2 separate regions of the Mus musculus genome follow, and region 1 is linked to region 2. A link is a contact called in public HiChIP or PLAC-seq data. All regions are on one chromosome and are shown on one strand. Each heading gives the region's core, a stretch centred on a gene start, on an enhancer-like site or on the middle of the called end of the contact. The rest is flanking DNA. Distances are from core to core; before and after follow the strand shown.

Region 1 (6,298 bases), core at 1,964-4,463, 190 kb after region 2:
ATGGGACAGTGGGAAATACAAAGATGAGAAGGATACAGGAGGACACAGTGCTTTTTATAGGAGTTCTAGAAGAGTTTAGAAGTGAAATAGTCTTGTCCTGATGTGCACTAAACTCAAGAAAAAGAAATGTCTTACAGGACTGTCCCCCAAGGCAAATTGCCACCACCTTCGTGAACTCAACTTGCAAATGCTTACTGCTGACACTCCTTCATGGGAGGAGGGTGGAGAAGGTCAGGGGCCCTCACCCAGGTATCCAGCCACTCATCTCAACCAGTTGTATACAGTTCTGCCCTGATTGCATATGGCCTCAGGGAGGGGCTAGCATTCTGTAGCCAAGGACGGACTCCCTGAAGAGTGGCATGCCAAGTACACAGCCATGGGGGAATCACTCGGGATGCAGACCTCCCAGAGGCTGCTTTAGAACCATCCGTGTTCCTGCCTGCACATGCTTGCCCACTCGCTGTACGGCAGCCTAAAAAACTCCTTGCTTCCCCCAGGATGAACTGTGGTAGCATTGTATCTTGGGCAGTAGCCTGGACCTTCAGAGGAGAGATAGACATTGTTTAGGTCTTCCCCTAAAAGAATGTTAGCAGCAATGCTGAAAGAAAAAAGAGATAATAGAGAAGATTTTTAAAAGTCAGAATTTGGTTCTTTAAAATAACTGATAAAGAGGCCGCTGAGACGAGTCAAAGAGCTTGTTGCCAGCTCCCAATACCTCAGCCCAATCTCCTGGCCCCACATGGTAGGAGAGAGCCAAATCCTAAAAGCTGTGCTCTAACCTCCACGTGTGTGCCTGGTGTACCCCTCATCAATTCATAAATAAACATAATAAAAATGTAATAACTAATAAAAGCAATAAATCTGTTCAGACAAAACAGGACAGAAAAGGGGAACACCCCCCCCCCCCCCGCTCTTAGTGTCAGCAGAGGAAGAGTGGCTGTATTGCGTCTGTTGGAGACATTTGCGGAATGTCGTGAGGGTATCACAAACAGCTGCCAATAAACTTCAAAATGCAGAGGAATATAAACCTCAAGGAAATGTTACTTACCAAGATTAGCACAAGAAAAAAAAATAAAACTGGAAAATCTGAAATTTAAAATAAACTTGTCACCGAATGTTAAGCTCAACCAGATATTTTTAAATTTTTAAAGATTTGATGTCAATCTTGTACAAAATTTTCCAAAAAGTAGCAAAAGTAGGTATATTCCCTTCTTTATTTTGTGAAACTAGAATATCAATACTACAATCCAGTAAAGAATAGGGTGAGAGAAAAAAATCACAGGGCAATTGTACATGTAAACACAGGTGTAAACAGCTAAGCAAAGTATTTATAAACCAACTCTAGCAATATGTAAAGGGAAAATCCACAATGTGCAAACCTGACTTGTTCCAGGATACTAGGATGCATGATGCTATACATGTCCTGTTACTGGAAACCAGTATATCAACGGCAACAAAACAGGCCCATGATTTTTCAACTTTTTGATGGCGTGAAAGTAATACACATTTAGCAGAAACTGCACTTGTCATTTTGAATTTTGACCTTTCTTGGGTTAGCAGTATGCAGCAAAACACTGAAGACTCTAGGCAGCAGCCATGAGGCTGATCCCAGTCACCCCAGGATGGCCAGGGGGCAGCTGACAACCCCCAGGATACTATGCCCCTGAGCCACAGTGCTCAGTGATTCCATGTATCAAACACATTTTAGACTTGTGTTACTTCCCACTTCGAAGGGGTTTGTCAGGGGAGAGCCCACTGTGAGTCTAGGAGCCTAAGGAGTCAGCTCAATACATGCGGAGAAAAATAACACTTGCTAAAATTCAACATATGGCTTACTATGCAAAGCTATTGGACATTAGGAAAAATAAGGTACATTAATAATCTGCTATTCAGTAGCCACAGTAAAATCCTGAACAATGAGTTCAAAGGAGGAACTTTGAAAATGTTCCCTCTGCATCTTCAAGTAGAAGAAGGAGGCTGGTTCTCGCCGGTCTCTATTCAGCAGCATCTACAGGGTGAGACAAGAACAAGAGATAAAGACAGGCAGGCTGGGGAGCCGACTCAGGGTGAAGGAGTGCCTGCTGTATAAACATAAGGGCCTGAGCTTGAATCCCTGTGTTAAAAAAAAAACAAAAAACAAAAAAACGGATTAATCCTTAACACTCAGACATGGCTGTGGCACCTGTGACTCCACCAATGTGAGAAGTGGAGACAGAAAGATTGCCAAGCTAGCCAGCAGCCAGCCTAGATCAGGCTCCTTGAGAGACGGTGTCTCAATGAACTAAGGCGTAATAGACAGGGTACCCAAAGTCTTCCTCTGGTCTCCACACATGCATGGGTGTTCACACCTGCACACATGTGTGTACGCACCACACCCACACCTCCACATACACATACACAATAAAAGAAAGAAAAAATAGAGACATAAGAATTGTTTTGTGGATTATATTCTTTTTCCTCAATAATTTAAAAAAATGTTTTAAGCATAGTTACCTCACTTCCCTCCTCCCGCTCCTCACTCCAGGTACTCCAGCTGTGTCCTGTCCCTCCAATCCCCTCTTTTTCTCCCTTGCTCCCTCTCATATTCATCACCTGTTTTACTTTGATGATGATGATAATTATTATTATGGCATACATATACATCATATACATATACTCATACATATATGTATAACATACATGTACATAAATACATAAATGTAATCTGCTGAGTCCATTTACTCATGCTTGTATGCATATGATTTCAGGGTTGACCATTTAGTATTGAACAACTATAATGGGGGCTTATCCCTGGGGAAGACTAACTCTCCCTCTCTTGGCAGTTGTTAGTTATCTGTAGTCTTTTGTTCAGGGGTGTGGCCCTATCAGAGTTCCCTCTTCCATGCTAGCATGCCTATTCACACTGTCATTGTTGGGGTCTTCTTTAGACAGCCATATTGTTGAGGTATCTTGGGTAAAGCCTTCCTGTTTGTTTGTTTGTTTGTTTGTTTGTTTGTTTTTTAAGAGACACAATCTCACAGCAGATTTCCTGGTCCTCTGGTTCTTACACTCTTTCTGTCCCATCTCCCATGATGTTGGTGAGATCCTTGAGCTTTGGGTGTGGGAGTTGTGTTAGTGATGTATCCATTGGGGCTGGCCACCATACCATCATTTGTTTGCTTTATTTTGACCACAGAAAACCACAGCTGGTTTTCTAAGCTAGCTTCTGCTGAAAAGGGAAGTTTCTTTGATGAGTAGTGAGAACCACATTTATCAGACAAGGAGGGCTCTTTAACAAGGCCTGGTCTTAGGCCACAGGTCTGGGGTTAGGCCTGTAGGTATCTCGATGTCAATTGGATGGAGAGGTCATACTCTTACCCTCATCAAAAATCCATGAAAAGCCATAGACAACTTTTATAATTCAAAAGTTTCCCAAGGGCAGGCAGGATGGCTCCACAGGTAAGGAGGTTTGCTGCGAAGTCTGATAAATGGAATTCGATCACCGAAACCTGCATGGTGTAAAGAAAAAAACAGTTCTTACAAGCTGTTCTCTGACCTCCAGACATGGATCTCTCTCTCTCTCTCTCTCTCTCTCAAACACACACACACACACACACACACAAAATAAGTGTAAAATAGTTTTCACAATGTTTCTGGGTGCAAAGTCAATAAAGAAAAATGAACATATGCTTATATACCAACCACAAACATTTATAAAGAAAAATTTTTTAATATTAAAAAAAGAAGGGAAGTTTTTAACAAGCTGCATGCAAGGCTCCTATCCAGAACACAGAACATTCTCAAGAGGAAGTGAAAAAGACCAGGGTCAAAAGATGAAGACGCATGCTATTGGTTTAAAACACTCCCTATTTTAAATGTTAATTCTCTTTCTCAGTGAAGCTATGTGTCAGATAAGATCTCAAAGACATGTGTGTCTCACAATATGTGTGTCTGAGTGTGGAGGCCACAGGTTTATGCTGGGTGTCTATCTTGATCACTTTCTGCCTTATTACATAATTCTTTATTTTTATACATGTAAGTATTTTTTAACGGACTCTCTCTCTCTCTCGTACAACACATTCTAACCAGTTCCCTCCCTCTCTCCCCCAGCTCCCCTCCTCCACTTTCCCCCCAAACCACTCCTCTGGGTCCCTTCAGAAAAGAGCAAGCTTCCCAGGGATATCAACCTAGCGCAGCATAGCAAGTTACAATAAGACTAGGCACAAACCTCAGATCAAGGCTGGATGAGGGAGGCAACCCCATAGGAGGAAATGGTCCCAGAGCAGGCAAGAGTCAGAAACACCCGGCTCCCACAGTTAGGAGTCCCACAAGAACACCAAGCTACACAACCATGACCAACATAGACCCAAGTAGGTGCTGTGGTTGTTTCAGTGTCTGTGAGCCCCGATGATCCCTGCCTAGTTAATTCTGTGAGCCATGTTCTTATGTTCTCATGGTCCCCTCCACTCCTTCTGGCTCCAACAATCCTCCCTCTTCCCCCTCCCATGGAGTTCCCCTGAGCTCCACCTAATGCTTGGTTGCGGGTCTCTGCATCTGTTCTGAATCTTTTTTCTTATTTCGTTTACTTCTTTTAATTTTTTTTTTTTGAGATTAGAGTATAATACTGTTTCAGCCTTCCATTTCTTCACTCCAAACCCCTCCTTGCTGTCTCTCAAATTCATGGCCCCTTCTTTCATTAATTGTTGTTACAAATATATGAATACAACCAACTCATTCTGCCTAATGTTGTTCATGTATATGTATTCTTGTGAGACATTCTCTCACTGAACCTGAAAAACTCACCAACTGGCTACACTCGGTGGCCAGCATGTCCCCAGAAAGTCTCTGTCTCTATCTCCCCAGTGATGAGAAGGCCATCAGGGCAAGATCTTTACATGGATGCTGAAGATCTGAATGCAGATCCTGGATGCTTGTATGGCAAGCATTTGACCAGCTGAGACAAATCTAGCTCCCACCTCCTAAAAAGACTTTGAAAGCTCGTAACCACTTTCTTACATTCATACAGAGTTACCAAGATTCAAGGCAAGCCGTGACCTTCTAGAAGGCAAAGCAGAGTTGGAGGGCCTGCTCTACCGGCTGCGGCATCTTGCTGTTAAACTGTAGTGATTAAGACTGTCATTTTCATTCAGGGATAAATAAATGGAGACAGTCGTCACTCGTGTTTTCCAATAGCATCCTCCCCTTCCAGGCACATGGCAGCCAGCACATCACTGCCCTTTGCAGGTGGGTGGAGCTCCCTGACTGGTTATGACATATGAACTGTAAGAGGAAGGGAATGATGGATGATGTTTGCACGATGAGTCAGTGAAGCCCATGGACCATTTCCAGTCTGTAGCCTGCATGGAGAGCTCTCCCTACAGTGCTGACTCCACCTTGGAAAGGCCATGTGCCATGATACATCTCCTGGGATCTGCCAAGGGGAAAATTAGTTTATCCGTGAATTGTTGAGGTTCATTGTTACCTCGCAGAAAAGCATAGCCTCTTCCTTTATAGACAGCATGCAGATACCTCGCAGAAAAGCATAGCCTCTTCCTTTATAGACAGCATGCAGACAGACTGCTGGATCACAGCAGCAACCAGTGGAGAGATCCGCCCATGTGTGGCCAACAGAGTTTTCGAGAAAAGGTCAAACTGAGAAATGCTGGAGAGAACATGGCTTGGTTGTCACTGAAAATTCATTTGAAAAGGAAATAGAACTTGTTCCTTCTTCTATCTGCCATACACAGAGATCAGCTTGGAGGTGGATTATTAACATACACATTTTATAAAAGGGTTTAGGCAAATTCTTCACAACTCTGGGAAAAGATTTCCTAGGGGAGAGTTAAAAATCATTATCCAAAAAGGAAAAGTAGTGGTGTACATAATATTACATTCCACAAGAGAAAACCATTTTGATAAAAGGAAATGACAAAGTGAAGGCCAACATTCTAATGGTAGTTACATGCAGATGACTGGGTTTCAGGCTGTAGTATCTTCCTAATTTTGCCTAGCCTATTTTTTTCCCAGTCTTCCACAATAACAGGTCCCTTCTGTAATACAAAAGAAGAAAATGAGTTGTCAGCTCTCATTTGTGTTTATATCAAGAACAGGCAGCCTGAAGTTAAATGTGGAGAATGAGAACATTGCAGACCCTTCTACCTGATTACTGTCCTCATGGTAGAACCTCAGCCTGTGTGGCAGGTGCGTGGAGGAGGACTGAGTAGTATGCAGGTGGATCCAGCAATTACTATGACTCTCTCTGGCTTTTTTTACATCCTGGTACTAGCATATCATCAAGAAAGCCATACTTGGTTTTTCA
Region 2 (6,325 bases), core at 3,013-5,512:
TTAAGTGAATTCACATAGCTCAACGTTAGACATCATTATTCTGTGCTTCTACTTTAGAGGGAGGACTACAGGGCTGACATGAGAATACCGAGAGTGGCAGCTGTAAGTTTGTAGAGCTCTTTTCTCCAGTCTTCATGGGAAATGGTCCCGTTGCTGCTATGATTTACTAAACAGTGATGGCCAGGTCCTTCGGACTCGGATGGAGTGTAAGCAGAAGGAAGTTAAACACTGCAGGGGACATTTACAAACATAGCATTCCATATTAAAATAGAAGATATGAGGTTTGTATAAAGTATACCTCTATTAGCACAGCTCCTACTCACCCATGCATATATCCAGCCACTATGGGGGAATATCTACATTTATCATCGGATATGACTATAATGCTATCGCATTAGAAAGTCTGACTGTAGAGCACAGGCTTCCTGCTGGGAACCACATTGCCTTCCCACAAAGCTCTTATATTTCCCCTTCTTTCACATCATAATTCAGCCCAGTGTGCTGACTTTTAGCGCCTGTGAATTAACTGAATAAATACTGACTGTCCACTTGCAGGGCCAGTTCTTCCTGGCTGCCCAGAGAATTTGCATAAACCCATATAGCCCAAACAGGTAGAGGTTTGGACTACAACTTGTCTCTGAGCCTGGTAAAATGTGGTGTTCTCAGAACCCCAGAGCATGTGAGGACGTGGAGAGTTGCTGGAACCATCTTCCATTCCCGTTCTGAGCTAACTAGAGAGGCTAGCTTGAGAACACAACTCATGAACTCCTGGGGTCTAGAGAGCTGTGGGGCTTTCTGCCACACTTTTCTGCCAACACCGTAGCATAATATAAAACATCTTAAATGCCATCTATTGGCTGTGCAGTTCCCCACAATTCACGTGCGAGTCATTAGGCCTTTTGGTTTGCTATTGTCACTCTCTTTTAAAAAGATTGTTTATTTGCTGTATATGAGTACAAGTTTGTCCATGTACCATATGTGTGCCTTGTGATCCTGGAGGTCAGAAAGGGGCATTGGATCCCCAGGAACTGTAGTTACAGACAGTTGTAAGCCACCATGTGGGTATTGGAAACTGAACCCAGAGCCTCTGGAAGAAAAGCAAGCACTCTTAACCACTGGGCTATTCCTTGAACCTCGTCTTTTCCCCTTCATCAGTCATATCAGTGATTAAAACAAATCAAGCTCTATTCTGCTCTCATGAAGCAGCTGTAGCAGTGAGAGGCCCCAGACCTGGACTCAATGAAAATGTGAGGTCTGTGGGGTAGAAAGTTATACAGGACCCAGAAAAAAAGTAGACGGGGTGAACAGATTAGTGTTTTAAGGTAAGAACGGGTGGTCACATTCACTGGAGTCTGGTATGCAGCAGCACACTAAGAAACTTGAGGTCCGAGCAAATGACTGACAGCCAAAGGGCTGTCTAGACAGAGAAAAGCTGGAGCAATATGCCTGGAATGTTAAGGAAGAGCAACTGAGTGGAATGAAGAAAGGCAGGACAGTAGAAGCAAGTGAATGAACTGAGAGAAAGCTTGTAAAGGACTTTTCTCCTCTCTCTCTCTCTCTCTCTCTCTCTCTCTCTCTCTCTCTCTCTCTCTCTCTCTCTCTCTCTCTCTCTCTCTGTGTGTGTGTGTGTGTATGCATGCCTGTCTGTCGGTCTGTGTGTGCGTGCATGTTGGTTTGTCTGTGTGTGTCTGTGTGAAAGCTTGTAAAGGACTTTCCACCCCACTCTGTCTCTCTCTCTCTCTCTCTCTGTGTGTGTGTGTGTGTGTGTGTGTGTGTGTGTGTGTGTGTGTATGCCTCTGTGTGTGTATGCATGCTTGTCTGTGTGTGTGAGTGTGTATGCCTATGTGTGTGTGTCTGTGTGTGTGTATGCCTGTGTGTGTCTGTGTGTGTCTGTGTGTGTGCATGCCTGTGTGTGTGTGTGTGTGTGTGTATGCCTGTGTGTGTCTGTGTGTGTGCATGCCTGTGTGTGTGCATGCCTGTGTGTGCGTGTATGCCTCTGTGTGTGTGTGTGTGTGTGTGTATGCCTCTGTGTGTGTGTGAGTGTATGTAAGGCAGAGATCAATGTTGGGTGTTTCCCTTGATCACTCTTCACTTAATTTACTGAGACAAGGTCTCTCACTAACCCCAGAGCTCTATTTTTCTAGTCTAGCGCATCAGCTTACCCGGGATCCCTACCCTCCCGCTCTCAGGTCACTGGGATACAGCCAGGCCACCATGCCCAGTTGCTCACTTAGCTTTAATGTAGGTATTGAGAAGCTGAACTCTCACCTTCATGCTTGCCTGTCAGGCATTTTATGCACTGAGCCATCTCCCCAGGCCCTAGTGTATGCTTTTGACTGGTTTATTAAAAAATATAGACACAGAAAACCACATGAAATAAATAGATACCTCAGCGAAATACTAAGTTACATGCACTCTTTGAATTCCTTCCAGATCAAGAATTAAAAATGTGAGGTTCTCCGGAATCCTGCTTGTACGCTCCATCTCCCCCTTTGTGCAGGCATTTTCTAGTAGTTGCTTTCTTGTTTTCTGAATGTTCTATTCCCAGATCTTATGTATCATTCCCACTCACCAAAGCCCTAACACCTCTTGTCACTCTTAACCCACAGGCCTCCTTCCATCTCTTTCTTTTCTTACAGTTGATCTCTTGAGAGTATCGATTTGACCAGGACTTTTATTCTCTGCTATATTTTTAAGCACTGCATACCTCTGAGAAGAAGAATAACATTACCACCTGTCAGGTTTGAAGGTATCCTGGCAAGTATGATATTGAGGTTGAATGAGGACATGGTAAATGCAAAGGGAGCCTGTAGGGATGCTGTAGAAGTTCATGGAGACTGTGGCTTAGACTAGGGAGTGAAGACCTGAGAAACAAGAGGTAGCTGCACTCAAGACACATCTTAAAAGTGCCTAAGCCAGGAGGATTTTCTCATGTACTGCACACTCAGTGTAAAAGAAAAGGAAAAGTCAAGAATGACTCCAAGCAGGTGTGGTGGCACAGGCCTATAATGCCAGCAGTTGGGAAACTGAGGCAGGAGAATAGCAAGTTCAAGGCCAGCCTGACCTATGTACATAGTGAATCTTATTTAAAACTAAAATAAATTTACTCTGATTTTAATTGCTTTAGGTTAAATGTATAAACCATGTAATTTATAAAAGTGCAAAGTTCAGTTTTAAGTCTGTTCAGAGTGCAGCCACCAGCACCATCTCAGAGGTTCTCATCTTGGAAATGCTTTCTGGCTACACCCACCCCACCTTCTTGCTTCCAGAACCTGGTGGTCACAATGTCCACTCTGCCACAAATTGGTCTGGTTTTGGTGTTTCACATAGTTGGAATCAGGCCACATGTTCTGTGTGGCTGTCTGCTCCCATGTAGCTGGATTTTAGGTTCGTTTAAGTGGCAGCATTTATCGGTACTGCATTCCTTTTTATTGTCGAGTTATGTTCTGTTTCCCAGGTCTACCATATCATGTTTACTCATTCAACAGCAACAGATACTGGGCTGTTTCCACTGTGGAGTGTGAATGGATGACTCTGATGTGAACATGTGTATGTAACCTTTCATACATTGTTTTCAATTCTCTTGAGTCATACCTAAGACTGTATTGTGGTATCCTAGGCAACAATTATCACTATCTGTGACTGTGATCATAGCAATACTAGTGGTTATGGATGACATCTCATATTGTTTTTATTACAATTTATTCAATGATTAATGATTTTGAACATTTTTCACCTGCTTAATGCTCATTTAATACTATTCAAAACTGTTCCCCTTTGTCCATCTTGTTTTTGAGACAGTGTCTTGCTATGTTGCCTGGACATTTTTTCCATGATAATTTCATGATATGTTATTGTATCTCTGTCCAATTTTATCTCAATAGGTCATGGGACTTTCACTTCTATTAGTAATGAGCAGGTAGCTAGTGTGCGGCTATGATATGTAAACCAGAATGCACAGTGGTAGCAATAGGAAATAAAATACAATTTTTGATTCTAAAATATATGTGATCTATTTAAGAAGAAGAAATAACTCCTAATTTAAAAAATAAACAGACTAAATTTTAGCATTGCAATAGGTCATATTGTTTTATAGATTGGAGACAATAATCAAAGATTTACATGGAAACAGAAACTAGGAATTTAATTAGCTGTGAAGAATAGGTGTGACTTACATGAGTCCTTTAGGCACACAGCATACTACATGTGCTCCTGGTGAGAAGGAACCAGGTATGTTTCAATAGGGGAGACACTGATCTTAAGTGTGAAATCCCCTATTGAGAAATAATGGGAAGTGAGAATTAGTGTGGGATCAACATAGAGGATGTCAGAGCTCAAATGTCACATGAGATGCATTTTCCGCTCTCATAGTACAAAAGGGTGACTACTTTTCCAACTGTCTGGAGATGTCAGTATTGTCATCTCTTCTCTATCTATCTATCTATCTATCTATCTATCTATCTATCTATCTACCTACCTATACCTATCTATAATGATTAGGTGGATAGGTAGATATTAATATATGTCCCTTGTCAGCACTTTGGCTAACACTGTCTCCTGGTTGGTGTAATTCTGATAGATCTGCCTTTATATGTTATTTAATCTTCTCCCCTTACTGCATTTAATAGTCTTTCTTTAGTGCATTTGGTTTTGATTATTATGTGATGGGAGGAAATTCTTTTCTGGTCCAGTTTATTTGGAGTTCTATGGGCTTCTTATATGTTCATGGGCCTTTCTCTCTCTCTCTCTCTCTCTCTCTCTCTCTCTCTCTCTCTCTCTCTCTCTCTCTCTCTTTAATATATTTTTATTAGATATTTTCTTTATTTACATTTCAAATGTTTCCTCTTCCTGGTTTCCCCTCTGAGAATCCTATATCCTCTCCCCCTTCTCCCCAACCTACCCACTCCCTCTTCCTGGCCCTGGCATTCCCCTATACTGGGCCATAGAACCTTCACAAGACCAAGGGCTTGTGATGACTCCCATTGATGACTGACTAGGCCATCCTCTGTTACATATGCAGTTAGAGCCACAAGTCCCACCATGTGATTTCTTTGATTGGTGGTTTAGTCCCAGGGAGCTCTGGGGGTACTGGTTAGTTCATATTGTTGTTCCTCCTATAGGGCTGCAAACCCCTTCAGCTCCTTGGGTACTTTCTCTAGCTCCTTCCTCTTTCTTTAGGTTAGGAAAGTTTTATTCTATAATTTTGTTGAAGATATTTACTAGCCCTTTAAGTTGGGAATCTTTGCTCTCTTCTATACCTATTATCATTAGGTTTGGTCTCCTCATTGTGTCCTGGATTTCCTGGATATTTTGGGTTAGGAGCTTTTTGCACTTTGCATTTTCTCTGACTGTTGTGTCAATGGTTTCTATGGTTTCTTCTGCTCCCCCCACCCCACCCCGAGATTCTTTCTTCTATCTCTTGTATTCTGTTGGTGATGCTTGTTTCTATGACTCCTGATCTCTTTCCTAGATTTTCTAACTCTAGGTTTGTCTTCCTTCATGATATCTTTATTGTTTCTATTTTCATTTTTAGATCTTGGATGGTTTTGTTCATTTCCTTCACCTATTTGGTTGTGTTTCCCTGTAACTCTTTAAGGGATTTTTGTGTTTCCTCCTTAAGGGCTTCTACCTATGTTCTCCTGGATTTCTTTAAGAGAGTTATTTATGTCCTTCTTAAAGTCCTCTATCATCATCATGAGAGGTGATTTTAGATCTGAGCCTTGCTTTTCCAATGTGATGGGTCATACAGGACTTGTTACACAGGTGGGAGAATTGGGTTCTGATGATGCCAAGTAACATTGGTTTCTGTTGCTTATGTTCTTATGCTTGCCTCCTGCCATCTGAATATCTCTAGTGCTACCTGCCCTGGCTGTCTATCCTTCCTATAATCCTGGTTGTGTCAGAACTCCTCATAGTCCAGTTGTCTTGTGATTCTGTGATTCTGAGGTCCTATGATCCTGAGATTCTGGGTGTGTCAGAGTTCCTGGGAGTCAAGCTGCCTCTTGAACCCTGAGATCCTGGCGTGACCAAGCTCCCCGGATCCTGGGATCCTGGGATCCTGGGATCCTGGTTGTCTTAGAGTGACTGGGATTTGAGCCTCCTCTGGGTGCTATGGGACTGGGTGTAGAGTTCACACCCAAGGTAAACTGGAGCAGACTGGAAGGAACCCAAGCCACTGGTCAGGTGGAGTTCCTGTGTCTCTGGGTCCTGCTGGTCCCAGTTATTCCCAGTGGTGTTGGACCAGATGTTGTGTCCTACTCACCTCTGATCCTGAAATCCTGGGTGTGCTAGAGTACTTGGGAGTGAAGCCTCCTCTGGGTGTTGT

The links. HiChIP or PLAC-seq counts read pairs in DNA pulled down with a chosen protein or histone mark.
Region 1: a contact with region 2 is called in an H3K27ac HiChIP or PLAC-seq map of bone marrow-derived dendritic cells, with 2.9 times the contacts expected there. The contact joins two enhancer-like sites. A contact is called at or near these places in 15 of 484 Hi-C or Micro-C datasets (the AML12 cell line, the C3H10T1/2 cell line, the G1E-ER4 cell line and 11 more), 6 of 115 datasets of contacts at active chromatin or transcription factors (bone marrow-derived dendritic cells, bone marrow-derived macrophages, kidney and 3 more) and 1 of 9 other capture datasets (embryonic stem cells).

Annotation. Positions count from the first base shown.
Region 1 is chr2:103,338,543-103,344,840 of GRCm38.p6, forward strand. A930006I01Rik (RIKEN cDNA A930006I01 gene) reads right to left here. Exons shown (of 3, transcript NR_040332.1): 2 at 3,358-3,488; 3 at 59-2,008. Among named protein-coding and RNA genes, the nearest start is that of A930006I01Rik, 31 kb to the right of the region's middle. Within about 2 kb of position 3,214, at least 9 of the 459 cell types and tissues checked have an H3K27ac peak or open chromatin away from gene starts, as enhancers often do. A contact at or near this core is called in bone marrow-derived dendritic cells and microglia, where this site is marked.
Region 2 is chr2:103,149,174-103,155,498 of GRCm38.p6, forward strand. No RefSeq gene overlaps it. Among named protein-coding and RNA genes, the nearest start is that of Gm13869, 58 kb to the right of the region's middle. Within about 2 kb of position 4,263, at least 17 of the 459 cell types and tissues checked have an H3K27ac peak or open chromatin away from gene starts, as enhancers often do. A contact at or near this core is called in bone marrow-derived dendritic cells and microglia, where this site is marked.